4 separate regions of the Mus musculus genome follow, and all the other regions are linked to region 4. A link is a contact called in public HiChIP or PLAC-seq and promoter capture Hi-C data. All regions are on one chromosome and are shown on one strand. The core of a region is the stretch at or near the end of the contact, and the rest is flanking DNA. Distances in the headings are between cores, read along the strand shown. Region 1 holds the start of Igfbp4 (insulin-like growth factor binding protein 4). Region 2 holds the start of Smarce1 (SWI/SNF related, matrix associated, actin dependent regulator of chromatin, subfamily e, member 1). Region 3 holds the start of Neurod2 (neurogenic differentiation 2). Region 4 holds the start of Med24 (mediator complex subunit 24).

Region 1 (4,917 bases), core at 822-3,321, 310 kb before region 4:
ATCTCCTTCCTGTTTTCCCTGCATCCTGCTTTCCTCAGACTAACAAACTGTTGAGGATTGAGGAAGTGGAGTGGCCTGGGACCCAGAGCAGGAAGCTTGGGGCTCAAGTCCCAGCATCCGGACTGCAACAATGGAGGATTCGAATATCAGGCAAGAGAGAAGCTCTGTGGTGGTTCAGAGAGCCTGGCTGTCAGAGGAGGGACAATAACCAGAGTCAGGGAGACAGTGAAAGGCAGAACACGCAGAAGGAGTCACTGTCAGGACATCAAAAGAGCGAGAGCGTCTGAGATGGAAGTGGAAGGACTGCAGAAAACCAAACGAAGTCAGAGCAAGAGAAGGAAACTAGTCAGGCTCAAGGAGACCGAGAAAAAGAGAAGTCGGGGCTGTTTGGTGAAACTGGAAGTTGAGAGATACGGCAGGAAATAGCAGACGGACAAGAGAAAGGTTCCAAGAAGAAACGGAGAAAGGTCCACCGACAAGTGGACAAAGGAGAAGGAATAAATGCAAGATCTGTCTGTCTAGCCCTCCTCTCTTCTCAGTCCCATATACCCAAGGGGTCTGCAACTCGGGACCAGCAACCAGCATTTCCCTCCAACCCCCTCAGATGGCACCTGCCAGAAGGAAGGAGCAAGAAACCTGGATGTGCCAACCTGGCAGAAAGAGCCCTGCCTTCTCTTCCTTTGCTTTCTGAGCCTTTGGGGGAAGTCCAAGTCGCATGTTCTTTACCCCAGAGGTTCTTCTGAATTGTATGTCCCACTTCACCCCAGGGTGATGAGTGAAAGGCCCAGCCCCTGGCTCCTCACACCTCTCACCTGAGACTGGGTGTGTGGATCAGGCTCTGGATCAGGAACAGAAAGGAACCGTCCCAACACACACACACACACACACACACACACACACACACACACTGCCTCCCGCTCGAATACACATACCATCCTTATCACACAAACGTGCACAAGCACACCATCCTTATCACCCCCACAGACACTTGCACACACGTATGCACATGCGCATGTACACACACACCATCCTTATCACCCCCCACAGACACATGCACACACGTATGCACATGTGCATGTACACACACACACACACACACACACACACACACACGCACGCACACCTTATCATCGCAGTCATCTAACTCTAGATGACAAATGTAACTGAATCAGGTCATTTAACTTACCTCAGGAGCCAGGCTTACCACTGAGGCCAAGGCCCCTCTTCCCAAAGAAGTACTTAGGAGGTTTGAGATGAAGAGGTGGGGTAGGTTTCCCTCGACCAGTGGCAACTGGTGCTGGGATTAAATGCCAGCATTCTTGGCTGTTTCTAAGCTCTGCCACGTACCTCCCTTCTCCTCAACTCACAGGGGGCATTGACGGGCCTTCCAGGCCAGCCAGAATGGGAACTAAGTTGCAGGGAGGAGGGTGTTTGGGAAATGTGGCCGAGGGAAGGTAGGTGTACCTTACCAGAGGTCTGCAGGCTTTCCTGGATGGCTTCGATTTCCGACAGCTCCGTGCACACGCCTTGCCCGTGCATCAATGTACGCAGGGGCTTCTCCACCCCCCGGGGAGGGTAGCAGCGCATGCCTGAGCCACAGCGTGGGGTGTACACCCCGCAGGGCATCCCCAAGCCCAGGGCGCAAGTGGCGCAACAACCGCAGCCTGGCTCCCGCACCAACTCCTCGCAACCCACGGGGGGGCGGCAGCGCGCCAGCTTCTCCTCGGAGCAAGGGGGGCAGTGGATGGCTTCGTCGCCCAGGCTCGGCCGAGGCCCTGCGGCCAGCAGCAGGGCGGCCACGAGGCCGAAGGGCAGCATGGCGAGGACGAGGGTGGGGCGCAGGAGGGGAGCGCGGGCTCGCGAGCGGGCTGCAAGGGACCCGGAGGCAGCGCCCAGAGAGCTTAGAGAACCAGACCCGGAGGGCGCAGGGACACGGGGCGACCCCGGCAGGCAGAGACGGAGCCGGGGAAGTTAGCAAGCACGCTGGAGCAGAGCGAGCCTGGCCACCGAGGCGCTGCGCTGCATCCTCGGCCGGCCCAGCAGGCGGCGGGGGGCAGGGGGCTGAGCGGCTGCCCGGGACCGGCTCCCGGGACTTTATACCGGCCCCCTGGCCACACCCCCAGCGCCGTCCCCGAGGTGGGAGAGCAGGGGAGGGCGAGGGGGAACTGGAGCAATGGAGCGGGAGAAGAGGCCGTTAGGGGGGAGGGGGCGCTGGCCTGAGTCGCCGCCACCGCTACAACATCTGAAAGTCCTTTGCCCCGCCGAAGAAAGCGACGCAGTTTGGAAGCGGTGGCCTGCGCGCGGAGAGCCTCTGAGCTGGACCCTGAAGAGGAAGCAGGGCGAGGGGAAACGAAGGGGATGTTGCTTTGCCCCCCTCCCTCGACCTCGAAGGAGTCCTTCCCAGACACCTAGGAGATCCTCCTGCTGCCACAGAAAACCTGACCTCATAGCGGATTCAAGATTCTCTTGTTCAGTTCCCATCCCTGGCCAGAGTCCTCCGGTCACCCCCACCCACCCCCCGGGTATGTCCAGTCAACCTCTAGAGACCGCGCTAAAGTGGGACAAGGCGACTAAGCACTCTGTAAAGGGTCCAGGAGAGTTCTGGCCTCAAGGTGCTAATAGGCAGTCTTCTCACTTGCCCCTGAACCCCTGTCGCTTGACCCCCGCCCCTGGTTCCATTTGGGCCTTGCTGCACTCTGCTTCCAGAACTCCAGAACAAAGTGCCAAGCCTCTTCCTCCTTCCTAGATGTTGTTCCCTCTACCGCCCTGCTTAGATTCTGGAAGGAGACTGCCATTGGCTTTGTACAAGATGTGAGTCGAACAACTCCAGGGGGCTCCACTTCATGTACTCATTGTGTGTTTGCATAGTTACTGCAACAGTTTCCCAGTAGATGGCAGTCAAAGATTTCCAGAAAGAGAAGCGGCCTTTTAATTTTCCCGACGCCACTTTGCCCCTGGGTGATAAAGGGATTATTGATAAATATATCCCTTCCCCTCGCAGCAATTCTGTTGGAAACGGGAATTGATCTAGAGTCGCGTTTGGAGGAGAGACCCACCTCCTACCACCTTCTTTTTCATTTCTCCCTACGCCTCCTCATCCTCCCCAACCAAGGAGTTCGCTTCTTGTGTCTGTCCAGGCACAGTCGGAGGACCGAAGGATTTTGCGGGTGGATGGGGTCCGGAAGGGTTGGGCTAAACATCCAAGGAGCAACCAACCTAAAGATTTCCTAGACCTCTTCCGGTTCTTTGTCCCAGAGTCGGGGTCTTTCAGCCTCGGAGGAATTAGGCCACCTCCCACTTTCTGCACCGCAGACTGTTGGCGCGGTTGGAGGGAGAAAGGCACCAAGACCCGGACCTGGAAGACTGATCAAAAAGTTGCGAACTGACGGCACCTACTGGCAACCTCTAAGACTGCAGGAGGGTTGAAGTGATAGGATTCCTTCCCTCAGTCCCATCGCAAGGATAAAGTTGGGTCTCTCCTGTCTCATCTGCCATAGAGAAAAGTGAACAGAACGGGTTCTTGAAGCTCCTGGGGGAAGACAGCGGGTTTTTTGTTTTTGCTTCTGTTTTGTTTTGTTTTTGATTCGGAAGCCAGTCCCTGCCCCCATCCTCGTCCTTAAACCCAGTCAGCCTTATACTTAATGCACCAAGTTGAAGTTGGTGTCTAGCTAAAAGGAAGCCTATGCCACTTCTTGGAGCTCCTGTGGGAACAAGAAGGACCAATAAGGACAGTTCTGAGGCCCAGCACTCAACTTGCCGGCCAGACAGCAAACCCAAGATGAATAGACGCGCGTGCTGATGAAAGTGGGTGTTCTGTAAAGGTCTCTAGATGAGACAGAGGCCCCCATCCTGCAACCCCAACACCTCCTCTGCCCCCAAACCTTCCTCTGGTGTCTCCCCACCCCCACCCCATTCCCGGGAAGTCAGGGCTCAAGCATGACTCTCCACATAAGGTACATTCACTAAGCACTTATTATCCCAGGACTTTTGCCTCAAGAAGAGAGAAGACAAGTGTGTAATGAAAATAAGTTTTCTAAGACATGGGCAGGCGCTCTAGGAGATATTTATATGGGACACATGGGGACCCAGAGGCACTCGAAGCCAGTTCTACCTCTGGGGCATGAGAAATATTCACTGCTGATGTGACCTGAAGCCAAGTTTCCTGTGCTCAAGAATAAAATTAAACTGGTATCAGCATGGTCAGACTAGATGATTATCCAGCCTGTCACTTCGCCCTCATTAGGGATGCTGAAGCTCAGGACCTTCAGGACCTGTCAAGCAAAAGGGACTTTATAAGCATCTCTGAGAAGTGCCTAGAAGGAGATAGGCACCAAGCATTTTGTCCTTCCTAGGCCTCCCCTGCTAGGAACTCATCCCAGATTATAGGAGCTCTTCTGATGGTGCGACCTGTGTCTCCTCCACCAAACTGGAGCCTCTCTTGGTTTAGTGTGCCTCTCAGCAGTAAAAGCTGCTCAAGGAGATAGGAGGAACAGTAGTCAGAGCCAGGGCTCTGAGTGTTAAGTTGTAGCAGAGCCCTTTACAATTATAGATCTGTTACTTAACATCTTTATAAAATGGATTTATTGGTATTTATTTATTTTGAGACGGGAGGTCTCATTATGTAACCTTTGCTGGCCTAGAAGTCACTATGTGGGCCAGGCTAGCCTTGAACTCTTGAAGATCCAGTTACCTCTGGTTCTTGAGTGCTAGCATAGAAGACAGGCTACCAAGTCATAGTGGTTTTCTTAAAGATTGATTTTATATGCGCACACCATTGCAGTCTTCAAACACACCAGAAGAGGGCATCAGATCCCTTTACAGAGGGTTGTGAGCCACTGTGTGGTTGCTGGGAAATGAACTCATGACCTTTGGAAGAGCAGTCAGTGCTCTTAACCGCTGAGCCATCTCTCCAGCCTG
Region 2 (5,333 bases), core at 1,839-4,338, 500 kb before region 4:
TACCCAGCTGCTCACCATCTGCAAAATGAAGTGTGAGTAGCGTGTGCTATGGGCCTGAGAGGAAAGAGTCTATGAACTCAGAGAAATAGTCCTTGCAGTCATTTCTGTGAGCTAACAGCATAGTACTGCTATCTGAGCTAAGAGTGCCTGCAGAACTTGATTTTAAATTGTTCAAACTGTAATAAATAGAGATGTAAAATATATTTGTGAATAAGTGAAAAATTGTTGCAAAGTTGTTTTCTGGTTTTGTTTTTAATTGTTATTATTTACTTGCTATACATATATGCTTGCACCCCAGAAGGAGGGCATCAGATCTCATGACAGATGGTTGTGAGCCACCATGTGGTTACTGGGAATTGAACTCAGGACCTCTAGAAGAGCAGCCACTGCTCTTAACCTCTGAGCCATCTCTCTAGCCCCATTGCAAAGTTTGTTTTGTTTTTTAAAAAACAACCTAAATTTGTTTAATGCAGGTACATTTACTTTGAGACCTTAAATAGTAGATATCTGTTTTACGACATTTAGATATTTTAGGCTTTTTTTTTCCTAAACAACAACAAATAAGGAGTACAAACCATTGGCCACTGTTCTTTGTTCTCAGCTCAAGTATCATCTAAGGGCTACAGCTATATTAGCATTTTAGTGGGGCCTTCAAAGCCCACCCTCCTCTCCCCCTCCCTCCCTCTCCACATGTGTGTATATATGTTGACTAGTAAATATGCTTTAGCCACAAGGAACTTACATTAGTTAGCTTTTAGTGTAATCCAGAGGTTTAACGTTCCCCTTTTTCATTACTCCAGGTTGCCTTCAGCCTGACTCACTCTAGTTAGTGAGTAAAAATGAACGATGCTGTTCTTCAATGTTACAACAGCATATTAAGCACTTATTCTTGAATAAGCGCCTGACCTAAAATTGCATCCTACACATTAAATGTTTCTTTCAGGCTGGGGGTACCGCAAGGTGGCAGAACTTCACCTAGCACATAGGAGGCACTGGGTCTGGACCTCAGGGAAAAAAAAAAGGGAGGGGGAGTATTCATCATTAAATGCTGCTACTTTATTAAAGCTTTGACTGCAATCATATTAGCCATTGTACTGGTTACTGCATTATGCAACAACAATTACGATAAAGCGATACATTTAGTGCAATCTACTGCAGTGTTGGGACTGGGCATTGTGAATTAACAGCTTGCTAGAGAAGTTCCACTGTGTGGCTATTCTGTGTGTAACATGCAGTACTTGAATTTGTAAATGAGTTTTGTTTGCTTTGAGGCATTTTAAAATCAGAATATGAATTTACCAAAGTAAATGATGCCACCATAATAAAAAAAAATTTAAACATGAACTCTAAGGCTTCCTTGTATTTGGGTTCTCCTATTTCAAAGATGTCTGTGCATGGTTAAGCCAAACAAAGCTAAATCACTTGAGGAAGACAGCTCCAGTGATAGGAGATGAAGGGTTTAACTTGGTTTCCAAGATAAATTAAGGATTAAGTTTTAAAATCCAGCTAGGTGCTGACAGTACACACCTGCGATCCCAGCTCGTGGAAGGCAGAGGAAAGATTTTGAGTTCCAGACCAGCCTGAACTACGTAGTAAGATCCTACAAACACACACACACACACACACACACACACACACACACGCATCATAACCATAATTATAAAATCCTATAATTCTGGGGAGATATAATAGTAGACAGCATTATTTGAAAAGTGCTGCAGGCCGGGTGTGGTGGCGTACGCCTTTAATCCCAGCACTCGGGAGGCAGAGGCAGGCAGATTTCTGAGTTCGAGGACAGCCTGGTCTACAGAATGAGTTCCAGGACAGCCAGGGCTACACAAAGAAACCCTGTCTCGGAAAACCAAAAAAAAAAGAAAAAAGGAAAGGAAAGAAAAGTGCTGCAGGACCTGTTCGGGACCCTGGATTCAATCCCTAGCGCCTCACAGAAGTAAAAAGAACAAGAAAGAATGCCATGCCGCTGTCCACTTAGAACTCAATCAATTCCCCTTTTTTAAGCCAATTTTGTGCCAGCCCTTTCCCACCACAGCATGCAGACACCGCTGAGTTTCAGAGAACTAACTGCCCAGCTGGGAATGGCACCTTGCAGCATGCATGCGCGTGCACACATGCTCCGGAGCACTGTGCCTGTACCCCCTTTTCCACCATTCCATAGTCCTTGCTAAGACCGGGAAGTAACAAGGCTGGAATTACTGGGCAGAGGAAGAAGCCACTGGATCCCTGCTGTAATTGTGTGGATCCTACATTCACCTTCTCTATGCTCTTTGTGTTAAAAAAAAAACATTTTCAGATCATTCCCTTATGCTATGCATTCATCTGAAAACAAAACAAAACAAACCTCTCCTTTAGTCTTTCCTTACAATACCGGTTCATTTCGATAATTTCACCAGAGTATGAAAATATTGGGCGATGGAAGAACTGGACAGTATTATCACTTATCACTTCTAAAGATACCTCACTTCCTGTTGTCACAACCAGGATAAGGGCCAACAGGTAGTCCCAGCATTCAGCCAGTTTCTCTAGATGCTAACATTGACCTTAGATAACCACAGATGCTCTGTTCATTTTTCCTCCACCGTGACGTGACCCACACTAGCCAAGTGTTCTCTACTTTGTATAATCCGCCAAAGTATTCGTTAATTAGTTTAAAAAAAAAATAGCCCTGGAATGGTCCAGAAAGGTGGCTCCACGCACACTCACTGAACAATTACATGTCTAGCCCTTAGAAATCATTGGTAATTATGAAATTGTCCGGTCCAGATGCCTAAAACTTTGTTTTCAAGACTTTCCAAGATAGCAGATGGCCCAATCCCATATAGAGGGTATCAGATACAGGACCGGCTTGGGAAAGTTCCAGGAGGGCATCACAAAGAAACACTGAACTGTTTAAAGACAAGCGAGGCTGAGCTGAACTGGCCCTCCTGGGAAGGGATGTGAATTGTCACAGGTATGCCAGCTGGAAGGAGTGAGCTGACATCTGAGGACCCTAGGCGCAGAAACCCGCCGCCATCACTCGACCTCTAGAAACATCTGGGAAAACTACAAAACTCCCGTGTTGCTTTTCGCTTAGGCGGAGGCAGGGGAGCCCCGCTGGGCGCCAGCAAGGACCTAAACGCAGCGACCCGGGTCCTCCCCGCCTACATTCTCCATCTTCTCCATTCATACGTCCATCAGCGGAGGACTGAAGACCAGAGCGAAGGGAAAAGCCAGAGTGCATGGTGTGTGGGAACTGCGTCCCACCCTCTCCCGGGAGAGGCTCCGGCGAGCCTTTCCCCTCCGGCGCCCGCCTCACGCGGCGGCGCCCACCGCCTCAGTGAAGCCCCGGGCGCGCAGTCTGCGCAGTTCCTGCCGCCGGGCCGCGAACCAGGGCCCGCAACGCGGCCCAGCCTTCTCCGCCCTCCTCGCCGTGACGAATCGGCGCCCGACTGGGACGGGATCCAAATTGGAAGACTTCTGAGGAAACCCAGGAGCCTGACGAAATTTTTTTTAAAAATCCTTGGCGCCCTAAGCCTCGCCGCGTGCTCACTGGAAGGGCTGTTCGTCTGCCGGGAGCCGGCCGCGGCCGGCAGACAATTCCCGGGAGCGTGTGGAAAGTGCGAGCGCGGAAGCTCCGGCGCGAGGGGCGGGGCGAGCGCGGGACAAAGGGAAGCGAAGCCGGAGCTGCGGGCGCCTGCTCGGCCCGCGGGTGAGTGTTTCCCAGTGGGCCCAACCCGGTCGGGGAAGGGTGGCGAGCGGTGGTGTTTCTGCTTGGCGGGACCCCGAGCTCCCGCGGGGTGCTGGGGTTCGGCCTCGGCTGCGAGGCGGGAGCTAGAGCCGGTGCGGCCTCGGTGAGGCCTAGCGGCGGCGGGGCAACCCCGTCCGGAACAGCTCCTCGGAGGCGCCGGTAGTCCCTTTCCGCGGGACTCCCGACGCCGGTGAGCACCAATGCACAACCCCCTGCAGGGGAGTTTCCAGAAAAGCTCGCCCTCCGCCCGCCACAAAACTCCAGGGAAAGGATCTCCGGAAACCCTCTGGGCAAGGCCAGCGGGGATCCTCACCCACCACGAAGGTGGTCGTCCCCCCCCCCCTTTGTTTATTTTTATTTTTTATTTGGTTCAGGCAGCGACTTAAGGATTCCCGGGGTGGCCTGGAGTGAAGTCTGAGACGGTGTGGGTTGGGTTTAAACCCATCTCTGACAATTCCGGGTCTCTGGCCTTAGACACTTAATCGCCCCGAGACTGTTTTCTTCCTTTGTAAAATGGGGACAGTCATACGCATCGGGTAGGGTCGTTGTGACTAGTGAGTAAGACTGTGTTATAAGCCTGACCAGTAAGGTAATTAATTCAATAAATACAGAGTTGCGTCCCAGGCACAATGGTTAGATCCACTCACTACTAGAGTTTATATGCTTAGCCCGGGAGAGCAATCATTTGTAAGTATTAGCAGTGAAGTGTAAGGTACCAGGGACCCTGTCACAGTTTCTGTCGGGGCTCCCCACAGCAAGGCCTACTGGGTGTTGATGGAAGGAAAAAAAGAGATGAATTGAAAAAACTTAGCTATTTCCACATCAGAAACTCTTACCTTGATGATTTGAGGCACTTCCTTAAAATGAAAACTAGGAGAAAAAAAAGTGTATTCACCATCCTTCTAAAAATAAGTTTTCATCTCTTATGCATTACCATTTGTGGTCTATGTTGAGTAAGGAACAAGCTCAGATATGTCCATGTTTCGAGCTGGCCATACTAGGACCAAATTTATGAAGACTTGAGCTATGTTTGAATAATACAGTAATAAATTAGACCATCCCTCCTCTCTTGCAAGGCAAAACCTAGCACATTCACATGTTGTTGGAGGGAAAGTGCCGCTGGTCTTTGTAAGCCATGTAGGAATACAGAGACGAGATATAATTTATTCTGTCCCGATGATGTATCAAGAAAGTACCTGAGATAATTTCTGAAATGAGCTGTAAAGGAACAACATGTGTCCTGTAAGTAGCCTCAGAAAATTGTTCCCGGCTCTTATGAAACTATTTACCAACAAAAGAGAATGTAAAGTTTGTTATCATACTGACTTACCTTTCACACTGCCTCCAGGAATAAGACATGACTCTGTTTCAATGAAAGATGTTCCCTAAATAAGGCAGAGCTTCTAATCAGGGGTTGTCAGTATCTGGTAGGCCTTGTTGGGGTCACCCGGATAATACATCACATTCTATTGTCATTATTTTTTTTTATCAGTCTAAGTAATCGTTTGCATGGCATCAGCAAAATGTTTTCCATACAAGACGCTGCTCTCAGTATCATAAGCAAAAACCTAAAAATCCATCTCTAATATAA
Region 3 (5,392 bases), core at 1,959-4,458, 400 kb after region 4:
TCTTTCTCTGTCAAGGAAGCATTCATCCACTTATTCATTCATACATTCACCCACTAATTTAACAACATTTTTGGATTCTTTGTAGACAAAACATTCTAATTGGAGATGAGCTATATGCAAGAGATTAATATTATAAAGCAAGTTACAAAGTGTCCTTTTTTGGTTTTGTTTTTTTTCCAGAGAGGGTTTCTCTGTGTAGCCATGACTATCCTGGAACTCATTCTGTAGACCAGGCTAGCCTCAAATTCACAGAGATCTTCCTGCCTCTGCCTTTCTGAGTGCTGGGACGCACAGCCCAGGGGCTAAAGGAGAGAAAGTGTCGGCCACCACTGTCCTGCACGGTGTCTTAATAATAATAAAACATGTTGGACTGGAGAGATGGCTGTTCTTCCAGAAGTCCTGAGTTCAATTCCCAGCAACCAGATAGTGACTCCCAACCATCTATCCTGGGTTCTGATGCCCCCTTCTGGCATGTAGGTGCACATGCAAATAGAGCACTCATACATTAAACAAACAAATCTTTAAAATAAATAAATAAAAGCTGGTATGTATTGGGAGAGTGTTTTATTATTGGCCCTATGCTAAACTCATTAACCTATCATGCTACTTAGTGTCAACCAGCAAGCAGCCCTATAAAGCAAGCAGACTACCACTTATAGATAGGGAAACCAAGGCTGAGAAGACTATCTCAAAGTTCCTTTGTTTGTGCTGGGATTCAAACCCAGGGCTTTGGGCTCTTGAGGCAAGCACCCTACCTTGGAGCTAAATCCCCAGTCTAGAATTCAGCATTGTCTTTTACAATGTGGTAGTGCATGTCTTTAATCCCAGCACTCTGAAGGCAAAAGTGAGTTCAGGTGCCACTCTGGTCTACATAGTGATTTCCAAGATAGCCAAGAATACTTAGTGAGACCCCATTTCAAAAACAAAACAAGATGAAAACCAGGTGAACAGAGTAGACCAAGAATCAGAACTCATATTATGCACGTGAGTGTGTGCATGCATGTGTGTGTGTGTGTGTGTGTGTGTGTGTGTGCGCGCGCGCTGTGAGTGTGTGTGTGTGTGTGTGTGTGTGTGTGTGTGTGTGTGTGTTCAAAACACCTCACAGCCCAGGGGCTAGAGGAGACAGAGTCATGAACGCCCTTGAAATTATACCCCAAACTGGAAGTGTCCTGGCAAGCCAGCCCCCAACCCAGTAGTGCCCCTGGTTTTGCTTTTGCCTCTGCCAAGATTCCATCCACAGTGTCAGGCTATGTGACTTAGATGGGCTCTGACTTCCTAGTTGCAGAGCCTATAAAGGTCTTCTTGTCCTTGGTGACCACCAAGGCAACTGGGTTGGTGAAGGGGTCCTGGGTTCTAGTCTCAGCTTGCTCCCCTCCTCCTCCCCCTGGGTACCTAGCTATATCCATTTCCCTGCACTGCCTCTGTGGAAGGAAGAGGAAGTGCCTGGCCTTTGGACCTTCTTTCAGCCCCTGACCTCCAAGTGTCCAAGCTTCATACCGACTTTCTCAAGGCCTTTCAAGCCAGCATGTGTCTCTGTGGAGCACCTTGTTCATTCTGAACGTCGAATTCTTGTCTTATCAGCCCAAGACTCCCTTGAGAAGGGTTCTCCAGGTAAGACCAGAGGGCATCCACTTGGACTAAGGGATGTGGTGCGGTCTTCCTTTTGTCTGTGTGGTTCTGTGCTTGCTATGTGGCTGGCTGGCATCTGAATATGTGAGCCAAGGTTGTTGGGTGTGCACAGGTAGGTCAAGGGAGAGACAAGAAATTTGGGCCTGAAGACAGCACCTGCCTGAGTCCAGTGTGGTCAAGGGTCTCTACCCCTGACTGCAAGTACTTGTCTCTCACACAGGTTAACTCTGAACAGGGGTGTGTTTCCATTTTCTCCACCACAGAGTGAGGAACTGGTGGGAAGGTGGGTGTGTCGGAAGCTCCTCCCTTTAACCTGTACCATTTGCATCTGTGTCTGGCAGGATAGGAACCTTGCAAGGGGAACTGTAAAATAAAGCATCCATTTCCTACCTCCCTCAGCAAGACACCTGTCTGGTCTTCTCCTCTCTGGCCTCTCCTGTGACTGATGGGGTCAGCCTCTGTGGCTTTTGTATTTTCTGCAGAGAGGAAGAGTGCTGGGTCCTGTCTAAAAACTCTAAGCGGCCTGCAACCAGTCATACCCTTTCCTTCAGCTAACCAAATCAGAAGGCCAAAAGAGAGGCATTGGTGGATGGCCTACCTGGCAAGGATCAGGGGTGGTAAGGCCTCAGTGACTCAAGAAGGAGGAGGAAGAGGAGGAAGAGGGCTTCTGGGTTAGGAATCCAGATCTGTGCCCACCTTAACCCAGATAGGGACACATAGCTCATCTCCAAATCCCTCCCCACCCCACCCCACCATACATTTGCCCTTGACACCCAAGGAAAGATCTCCTGTGTGATGACTACACAGATAGACACACATGTCCCCACAGACACACACACACACACACACACACACACACACATGAGCACTCGCGTGCGCACGCACAACACGCCCATGCAGAGGCACAGACACCCAGGGAGGCAAATCTTTCCCTTTCTCTGTCTTTCCCTTGGTTTGAATTTTGTTCAGCCACATATGTTGTGTGTGCGTGAGGGTGGGTGGGGGAGGGGCAGACAGGGATGAGGAATGGCATGGTGCCAGCATCTACCTATGGGGCTTGGGCCAGGGATGCCCCCCACACCCACCCTGGAAGGAGCCTCAGCTGTCCCTTTGTGGTGGAGGGGATTCTCTTGGGGAGCGGCAGTAAGCACCGAGGTCCCTTCTCCACACCCCAGGGTCTGGTCCTGACCCACCTTAGGGACCTGGAGACAGGGAAATGGACAGATCAAGACCCTGGAGAGAGCCCTGAATTGGCCTGGCAACCACAAACCGCCAATTCCCAGACTTGCCACCCCATTGTTCCCATGTGGGGGGTTCTATATCTGAGGGGGGCAAATCCTCCCACCTCCCTCTCAATCTCTGCTTTTCCTGCGTTGGGCGGGGAGGGGAGGGCGGCAGAGATATTTATTTATTTCCTTTATTTATTTAATTTTTTTTTTTTTTTTTGGAGTAGAGAGTGACAGATGGCGGCGGGTCCCGGGGGAGCCGGCTCTCCCCCAATGCAGACGCATGCCAATCACCGTCTCTCATGTGATAGCTGCTGCCCGTGACGTGCCAAGCCCATATGGCCTGGCATAGAGGCTGGTACCCCGCCTGGTAGAGATGCCACACTCGCTCCGCGGCTCGCATGGCGCTCTGAAGACGCCGGCGCCCGCCGCCTTGAGGAACCGCTGCCCCCGCTCCCTGAAGATGGGGGAACAATGAAATAAGCGAGAAGATTCCTCTTCTCCCCCCTCTCTCTCTTGCCCCCTCCCCCCTCCCCTCCCCTCTCCCCTTGACTCCTCTCTGAGGTAAGTTGTCCGAGAGGGAGCTAGATCTGACCTGCTATTAGTGGTGGGGGGGCGCTGCTTCGGACATGGAAGTCCCCCCCAGTTCTCCTATTCCTGGGACCCTACCCCCTTACGGGATGGGCAGCGGGGGCGCCCCGTGTTCTCTCTCCCATTGGGGCCGCAGCTTAAGGGGCTGCGGAAGGAGATGGTATGCCTAGGATGGGCTGAGGGGGAAGGGTCATGAGGCACTCGAAGAAGCGAAGATGGGACCCCCCCCATGACTGTCCCGAAGGAACCTGTGACCTTTTCCCACCACCAAAAAAGATAAGCAAACAAATAAATTTGGATTTTTCCCCAAGGATCTCAAAATACAACGAGATCTGTAGAGACGTGTGGGAGGGAGGGAGTTTGAAGAGGGGAAGAGGGTCCCTGACCGCAAGGGAGACGAACAGGGTTCGCTTTTGGGTCTCCTCCCCACGCCCGGCTTCTTCAGTCCCCGCACCCGGAGCCCGCTCCGGGAGACCCGTAAGCAGCAGCTAGAGAGGAGACGGTGCTCCGGTGTCTAGAATTGGGGCTGCGGGGGTGGGGGCCCGGCCGGGGGCGGCGCGCGGCCAACTTGCAAATTGGATTAGGGAGCTTGGGGGTGAGAGGCACCGGAGGGCTTGGGGAGCCAGGCCGAGGGGCCGGACCGTGGAGAGGAGGAACCGGGGCAGCGTCCCCACGGCGGCCGCCCAGCTTCTCTCCGTCACCGGGAGAGAGCTGGCTTTCGGGCGAGAGCACCGCCTCCCCGGGAAGATGGACCTGGTCCCTTAACCCCCCACCTGGTCAAGCTCTCTGGGACCCCGACACCGGCCGAGAGCAGCTTCCTTCCGGGCCAGGGGCGGAGCAGGAGCCCGGATCTCGGGCAAGGGCCTGGGCCGCGGTCCCCCACTGGCAGCCGGGCAGGGCTGGGCCGGCTCTGGGCGGGGCAGCAGGACGTAGTGGGCATCGGGGGCCCCTGAGCTGGGGCGCTCACGGAGACTTGGGGGGTGGAGGCGGGTTGGGGGGTCGTGGTGACCCCGGCGCGCCCCTCACTCTGTGCTGTCTGTCTCCCCGCCCCCGGGGCGCCCTCAGGCACCATGCTGACCCGCCTGTTCAGCGAGCCCGGCCTCCTCTCGGACGTGCCCAAGTTCGCCAGCTGGGGCGACGGCGACGACGACGAGCCGAGGAGCGACAAGGGCGACGCGCCGCCGCAGCCTCCTCCTGCTCCCGGGTCGGGGGCTCCAGGACCCGCCCGGGCCGCCAAGCCAGTGTCTCTTCGTGGAGGAGAAGAGATCCCTGAACCCACGTTGGCTGAGGTCAAGGAGGAAGGAGAGCTGGGCGGCGAGGAGGAGGAGGAAGAGGAGGAGGAGGAAGGACTGGACGAGGCGGAAGGCGAGCGGCCCAAGAAGCGCGGGCCGAAGAAACGCAAGATGACCAAGGCGCGTCTGGAGCGCTCCAAGCTGCGGCGACAGAAGGCCAACGCGCGGGAGCGCAACCGCATGCACGACCTGAACGCGGCTCTGGACAACCTGCGCAAGGTGGTGCCCTGCTACTCCAAGACGCAGAAGCTGTCCAAGATCGAGACCCTGCGCCTGGCCAAGAACTACATCTGGGCTCTCTCGGAGATCTTGCGCTCCGGGAAGCGGCCGGATCTGGTGTCCTACGTGCAGACTCTGTGCAAGGGGCTGTCACAGCCCACCACGAATCTGGTGGCCGGCTGCCTGCAGCTAAACTCTCGTAACTTCCTCACGGAGCAGGGCGCGGACGGCGCCGGCCGCTTTCACGGCTCGGGTGGCCCGTTCGCCATGCATCCGTACCCATACCCGTGCTCCCGCCTGGCAGGCGCACAGTGTCAGGCGGCTGGCGGCCTGGGCGGAGGCGCGGCGCACGCCCTGCGGACCCACGGCTACTGCGCCGCCTACGAGACGCTGTACGCGGCGGCCGGTGGCGGCGGCGCTAGCCCGGACTACAAC
Region 4 (5,093 bases), core at 585-3,084:
CCCTCCCATATGGGTGGACCAACACTCACTAATTCAATAAGGAGCACTCACAGAATTGACAGCCTGTTTCCAAGAGGGGCCGTTTGAGCTCTGAGGGGTAGGGAAAGAGCAGCTGTATCCAGAAACAATTTATGATGGTGATGGTGGTGGTAGGGTATTGGGCTGTGTAACAGGAAAGGAGTAGGGGGCTCACCACGGGCAAATGTGGCAGTATGGAGTGCAGGTCTGTTTGGAGGGGGAGTCTGAAGGTTATGAATCAGGAGTCTGAGAACTCCTTCCTTCCTGCTTTGGAAGATTTGGCTCCACATTCTTGGCAGCTATTTTGTATAAATACCATTCTCGAATAGTATCCCCTGGGAAGGCACAAAAGAGCAGAATAAAAATGGGTGTGTGTGTGTAGAGAGAGATGGAGGAAGACCATAGGCAGTACCCATCTTAGAAGGATGTGATTTGGCCGTACTCCAGCTATACTCTCCCTGTTCATAGCGTGCTCCAGGTACCCAGGATCCTATTAGTCTCCTACATGTCTACAAGGCCAGTTTTAGAGCCCATGTGGACTGTTTTCTCAATATTTATCCTGATTCTCAGTCAAAAGGTAGCTCAGGGAGGGGGCTGTAGTTCAGTGTAGAGTGCTTTCATAGCTGTACAAAGAGGAATGTGGGACAGAAGAGGAATGGGTTGGGGAATATAGACAGAATTTGAAGAAACAGGCTGACCTATCTCCTTGGGATATGAGATTGGGAGCCAAGAAAAAGAGGGGTGATAAAGCTCTGCCTCCAAATGTGCAGAATGGTCTTAGCCACAATACCACATTTGATCCCGAGGCCTTCTTTTTTTTTTTTTTTTTTAGATTTATTTATTATTATATGTAAGGACACTGTAGCTGTCTTCAGACACTCCAGAAGAGGGAGTCAGATCTCATTACGGATGGTTGTGAGCCACCATGTGGTTGCTGGGATTTGAACTTCGGACCTTCGGAAGAGCAGTCGGGTGCTCTTACCCACTGAGCCATCTCACCAGCCCCCGAGGCCTTCTTAAACAGTTTTTGAGACACCCAATAATCTTAACCCATATTTCCTCTGTTTTGTTTGTTTGTTTGTTTTGTTTCTTTGTTTTTGTTTTTGTGTTTTGTGTTTTTTAGACAGAGTTTCTCTGTGTAGTCCTCCTGGCTGTCCTGGAACTCACTCTGTAGACCAGGCTTAAACTCAGAGACCCAGCTGCCTCTGCCTTCTGAGTGCTGGCACTAAGGGCGTGGTGCCATGCTCAGCTTCTGTTTTCTCCTTATTTCCTTTTGTATCCAAACAGTATTCAGGATCAGTGAATTCTGGGAGAATTGTCAGATTTGGGGTTAAAATGATGGTATGTGTGCTGCTACCCACACTTCAGTGTCTCTTTTGGAATAGAAATATGAAAATGAGAGCTCTAGTGCCTACAGGGGCTTTCGAGAACAAAGGCCAAAACCCAAATAGAAGCCAGGTTAGAAGCCAAAACAGAAGCCAGGCTAGAATTCACTGTTATGCCTCGTTTCTGGGAAATAGCCACAGTATCAGAATGATTGAAGGTAGGGATAGATGGCAACATCACTGGGAGACAGAGAGTTGGTTTCTCCATAGACCCTGAGACTCTGGGTACCAGCGTACCTCAGCTCTTCGGATTATCTCAGATAAAAACCACCAGAACCAATTAGATTAATCCTTCTGCCTGTTTGGCAGCTTAGACAAGTCTTAGACAAAGAACTACAATTCCCAGAAGGTATTGTGGCAGGACTCGCCTCTTGCTACGTTTCTATTGGTTGGTGTGTGTTGCCGCCGGCCAATGGTAAATGATTTCCTTAGTAGGTGTCAAGATGGCGCTGCCTACGATGTACAACCGGTTTGTATGGTAGGCTTAAATTTGGGGAGATGGTAGATGTAGGAAAAGAAGGAATTACAACTTCAGGGCCGAGGAAGGTAGAGGCAATGGGGAGAGGGTAGATCTGGGTTTGGGGTGGAAGTGGTGAGGAACGCAGCTAGAGCGAAGGGCATAATTAGACAACCGGAGCGGGCTTAACCCTTTCCTGCTCGCTTCAGGGCTTTGTTGACACTTTCTGTCCCAATTCGAGAAACGGTTGTTCAGAAACCGAGAAGGTGACAGAGCCGCTAACTTGACGCCTTCTACTCTGCCTAGTTTTTTTCCTCTCTGTTTATTTTTCTGTTTGTTTGTTTGTTTTGCTTAAACCTTCTCGAATTTCCGTTCTATTTATGTCTCCCTTGTTCTTTCCCTCAGAACTCCAGTTCTCATCTGGCTCCGTTTTTAAACTCCCACCTTGTCACTCATCTCGCCTCCTTGGAGTGACATCATGAAGGTGGTGAACCTGAAGCAGGCCATTTTGCAAGCCTGGAAAGAGCGATGGAGTGACTACCAATGGGCAATCAACATGAAAAAATTCTTCCCCAAAGGAGCCACCTGGGACATTCTCAACCTAGCAGGTCTCAAGTAAAATGGGCAAAGAAGGATGGGAGGGGTGTCCTCAGAAAAGCTGTAAACACTCAGCCTTACTTTAATTTTCCTTGCAGAAGCGCTCCTGGAGCAGGCTATGATTGGGCCTTCCCCCAATCCTCTGATCCTGTCGTACCTGAAGTACGCCATTAGTTCCCAGGTAAAGATTCCCGACTCTTGGCTTTTGGAGGTGAAACACCTGGAGAACTGACAGTTGTCCATTTAGGCTTAATTTATTGCAAAAATAACACTCCATTTGTTGTAATGAATGAATATTACATTTATTTACTCTCTCCATATACATTTACAAGTAAAACTTAAAAAAAAAACTACATGTACTTATGGGCGGGGAGGGCATGCACATCGCAGAATGCTTGTGGAGGTAAGATACTTTTGTAGCCAGGCGTGGTGGCACACGCCTTTAATCCCAGCACTGGGGAGGCAGGTGCAGGCGGATTTCTGAGTTCGAGGCCAACCTGGTCTACAACGTGAGTTCCAGGACAGCCAGGACTATACAGAGAAATCCTGTCTGGAAAAACCAAAAAAAAAACAAAAACGATACTTTTGTAGAGTTTGTAGAGTTCTTCCCACCTTTCTGGGGATTTGAACTCATATTAGCACGCCAAACACCTTCACCTGCTGAGCCTCTTTGCCAGATCCTTGTTTCTGTTTTTGAGACAGTGTTTTATGTAGCCCAGAATGGACTTGAATTCCTGATTTTTCTGCTACCGCCTCCCACAATTGATTTGGGGGTGGGTGGGTGTTGATAATCAAACCTAGGACCTGCAGATGCTAGGCAAGTGTTCTACCTTTGAGCTATTATAATCCCTCTCTGGGTGTTTGCAAATGTTAATGTTTGTCACACAATGGTAAGTCCTGGGGATTTGATCCCAGTACACAAGGGAAGTTGAAGGCAATGCAGACTATCGCTAATCGTTGAGCGATGGGGTTTATGGTATGATTAGGGCAGAGTATAGAAATGAAGAGAGGATATGGAAGTGATGCCTAGTCCTGCCTGAGCAATCACAGAAGGCTTTCTAAAGGAAGTGATGTTTAAACCAAGGTCTCTATGGTGAGTAGAAGTTAGCCACACAGATGAATGAGAATGAAGAGCAGAGAGAGGAAATTATAATTCTACACAGGCTGGGCTGGACAAATTATAAGTTATCCACTACTGAAAGTGAGGGCTGCAGATACAGTTCATTGGTAAAGTGTTTGCTTAGCAGGGACAAGGCCCTGGATTTGATCCCCGGCACCACAAAAAACCTGAAGGATATTTGGCATTGGTGCAACAGAGCTGAACACTACCCAGCACTTCTGTTTATTATATCACATATGTGATATCATAGGCATCGAGACAGAAATTTAAGGTACACTTACCCAGAGATAGGGATGGAGCTCTGTTAGTAGTGTGCTTGCCTAGCATGGACAAGGTACTGTTTTTGTTTGTTTGTTTGTTTGTTTGTTTGTTTATGATGTTGCAATGCTATAGAGAAACCCTGTCTCCAAGCTGTCTCTGTGTAGCTCTGGATGTCCTGAAACTCACTATGTAGATCAGGTTGGCCTCAAACTGACAGATCCATCTGCCTCTGCTTCTAAGAGCTGGGATTAAAGGTGTGCGCCACCACCCCTGGGTTTATTCTTTGTTACTCTACTAAACTGTAACAGGTAACATGAGCTGCATCACAGATGACTTTATGCTGTTACATTCAAATCCCTTGGTCTCTCTTGGGCTACTCCCCCCCCCCCCCACACACACACAGGGCAACTTTATTGAGTGGTAGCATGGTCACACCCAGCAAACGTGTTCGCTCTCATTCACTCTCTCTCTCTCACACACACAGACCTTGTCACAGTCCAGTTCTCAGCCACAGGGTGGGGAACCTCCTGGATTACTCGGCTCCAGAAGTAACAGGTGCCCGAGGGAGGCTCAGGGGGAGGAAGTGGGGAGGGGGTGCAGAGAGCAGGGGTGGGATGGGTTGGGAACACCCACCAGACAGCTACACGAAGAGTGAGATTCCCCGCCCTGGTGGCTTCAGCTTGGCTGCACCCCCTTCGAAGGAGCCTTCCAAGGTGTGGCTGAACATTCAGGGTTTGGGAAGGGCAGAGTCCCACTCCGTTTTAGTCCTCTCTGCAGGCTGGGGACTGGAGGGCAAGGTTGTCGGCTGCTTCAGCTCTGGGGCTTCTTCGGAGCCTCACCACCCTCTTCCCCAGCACTGTTGGCTGTCCACAGCGTCAGGTTGTCTCTCAGGAGCTGCATGATCAGGGTGCTGTCCTTGTAGGAGTCCTCACTGAGGGTGTGTAGGTCAGCCAAGGCTTTGTCAAAGGTGGTCTTGGCCAGCGAGATGGCCTCCTCGGGGCTGTTGGCTATCTCGTAGTGGAAGACTGAAAAGTTCAGGCCCAGGCCCAGGCGGATGGGGTTGGAGGCTGATGTCCATGGCCTCCTGGTAGGTTGACCGCGCAGAATCGATGATGCGCTTCTTGTCATCGCCAGTGGCCACCTCGGCTAGGTAGTGGTAGTAGTCACCCTTCATCTTGAGGTAGAAGACGTGGCTCTCTGCATTGGACTTTTCTTCCTTGTGCTGGGGATTAAGCCCAGGAACTTACAGGCACAA

The links. Promoter capture Hi-C pulls out the DNA fragments that hold promoters and counts their contacts. HiChIP or PLAC-seq counts read pairs in DNA pulled down with a chosen protein or histone mark. Capture Hi-C pulls out chosen DNA fragments and counts their contacts.
Region 1: a promoter capture Hi-C map of adipose tissue shows a contact between it and region 4. The contact joins the promoter of Igfbp4 here to the promoter of Med24 in region 4. A contact is called at or near these places in 1 of 484 Hi-C or Micro-C datasets (embryonic stem cells), 1 of 115 datasets of contacts at active chromatin or transcription factors (pancreatic cancer cells) and 1 of 9 other capture datasets (adipose tissue).
Region 2: a promoter capture Hi-C map of erythroid cells shows a contact between it and region 4, with 7 times the contacts expected there. The contact joins the promoter of Smarce1 here to the promoter of Med24 in region 4. A contact is called at or near these places in 2 of 39 promoter capture datasets (cranial neural crest and erythroid cells), 2 of 115 datasets of contacts at active chromatin or transcription factors (cardiomyocytes and embryonic hindbrain) and 1 of 9 other capture datasets (liver).
Region 3: a FOXA1 HiChIP or PLAC-seq map of pancreatic cancer cells shows a contact between it and region 4. The contact joins the promoter of Neurod2 here to the promoter of Med24 in region 4. A contact is called at or near these places in 3 of 39 promoter capture datasets (cranial neural crest, embryonic stem cells and hippocampal neurons) and 1 of 115 datasets of contacts at active chromatin or transcription factors (pancreatic cancer cells).

What each region holds. Positions count from the first base shown.
Region 1 is chr11:99,038,398-99,043,314 of GRCm38.p6, reverse strand. It overlaps Igfbp4 (insulin-like growth factor binding protein 4), which reads right to left and starts at 2,071. Exons shown (of 4, transcript NM_010517.4): 1 at 1,470-2,071. The coding sequence starts at 1,818.
Region 2 is chr11:99,228,772-99,234,104 of GRCm38.p6, reverse strand. Smarce1 (SWI/SNF related, matrix associated, actin dependent regulator of chromatin, subfamily e, member 1) reads left to right here and starts at 3,088. Exons shown (of 11, transcript NM_020618.4): 1 at 3,088-3,703. It overlaps Krt222 (keratin 222), which reads left to right. Exons shown (of 6, transcript NM_172946.3): 6 at 1-1,344.
Region 3 is chr11:98,327,461-98,332,852 of GRCm38.p6, reverse strand. It overlaps Neurod2 (neurogenic differentiation 2), which reads left to right and starts at 3,208. Exons shown (of 2, transcript NM_010895.3): 1 at 3,208-3,419; 2 at 4,512-5,392. The coding sequence starts at 4,517.
Region 4 is chr11:98,726,160-98,731,252 of GRCm38.p6, reverse strand. Med24 (mediator complex subunit 24) reads left to right here and starts at 1,834. Exons shown (of 26, transcript NM_011869.3): 1 at 1,834-1,881; 2 at 2,266-2,468; 3 at 2,556-2,638. The coding sequence starts at 2,339. It also overlaps the pseudogene Gm31252.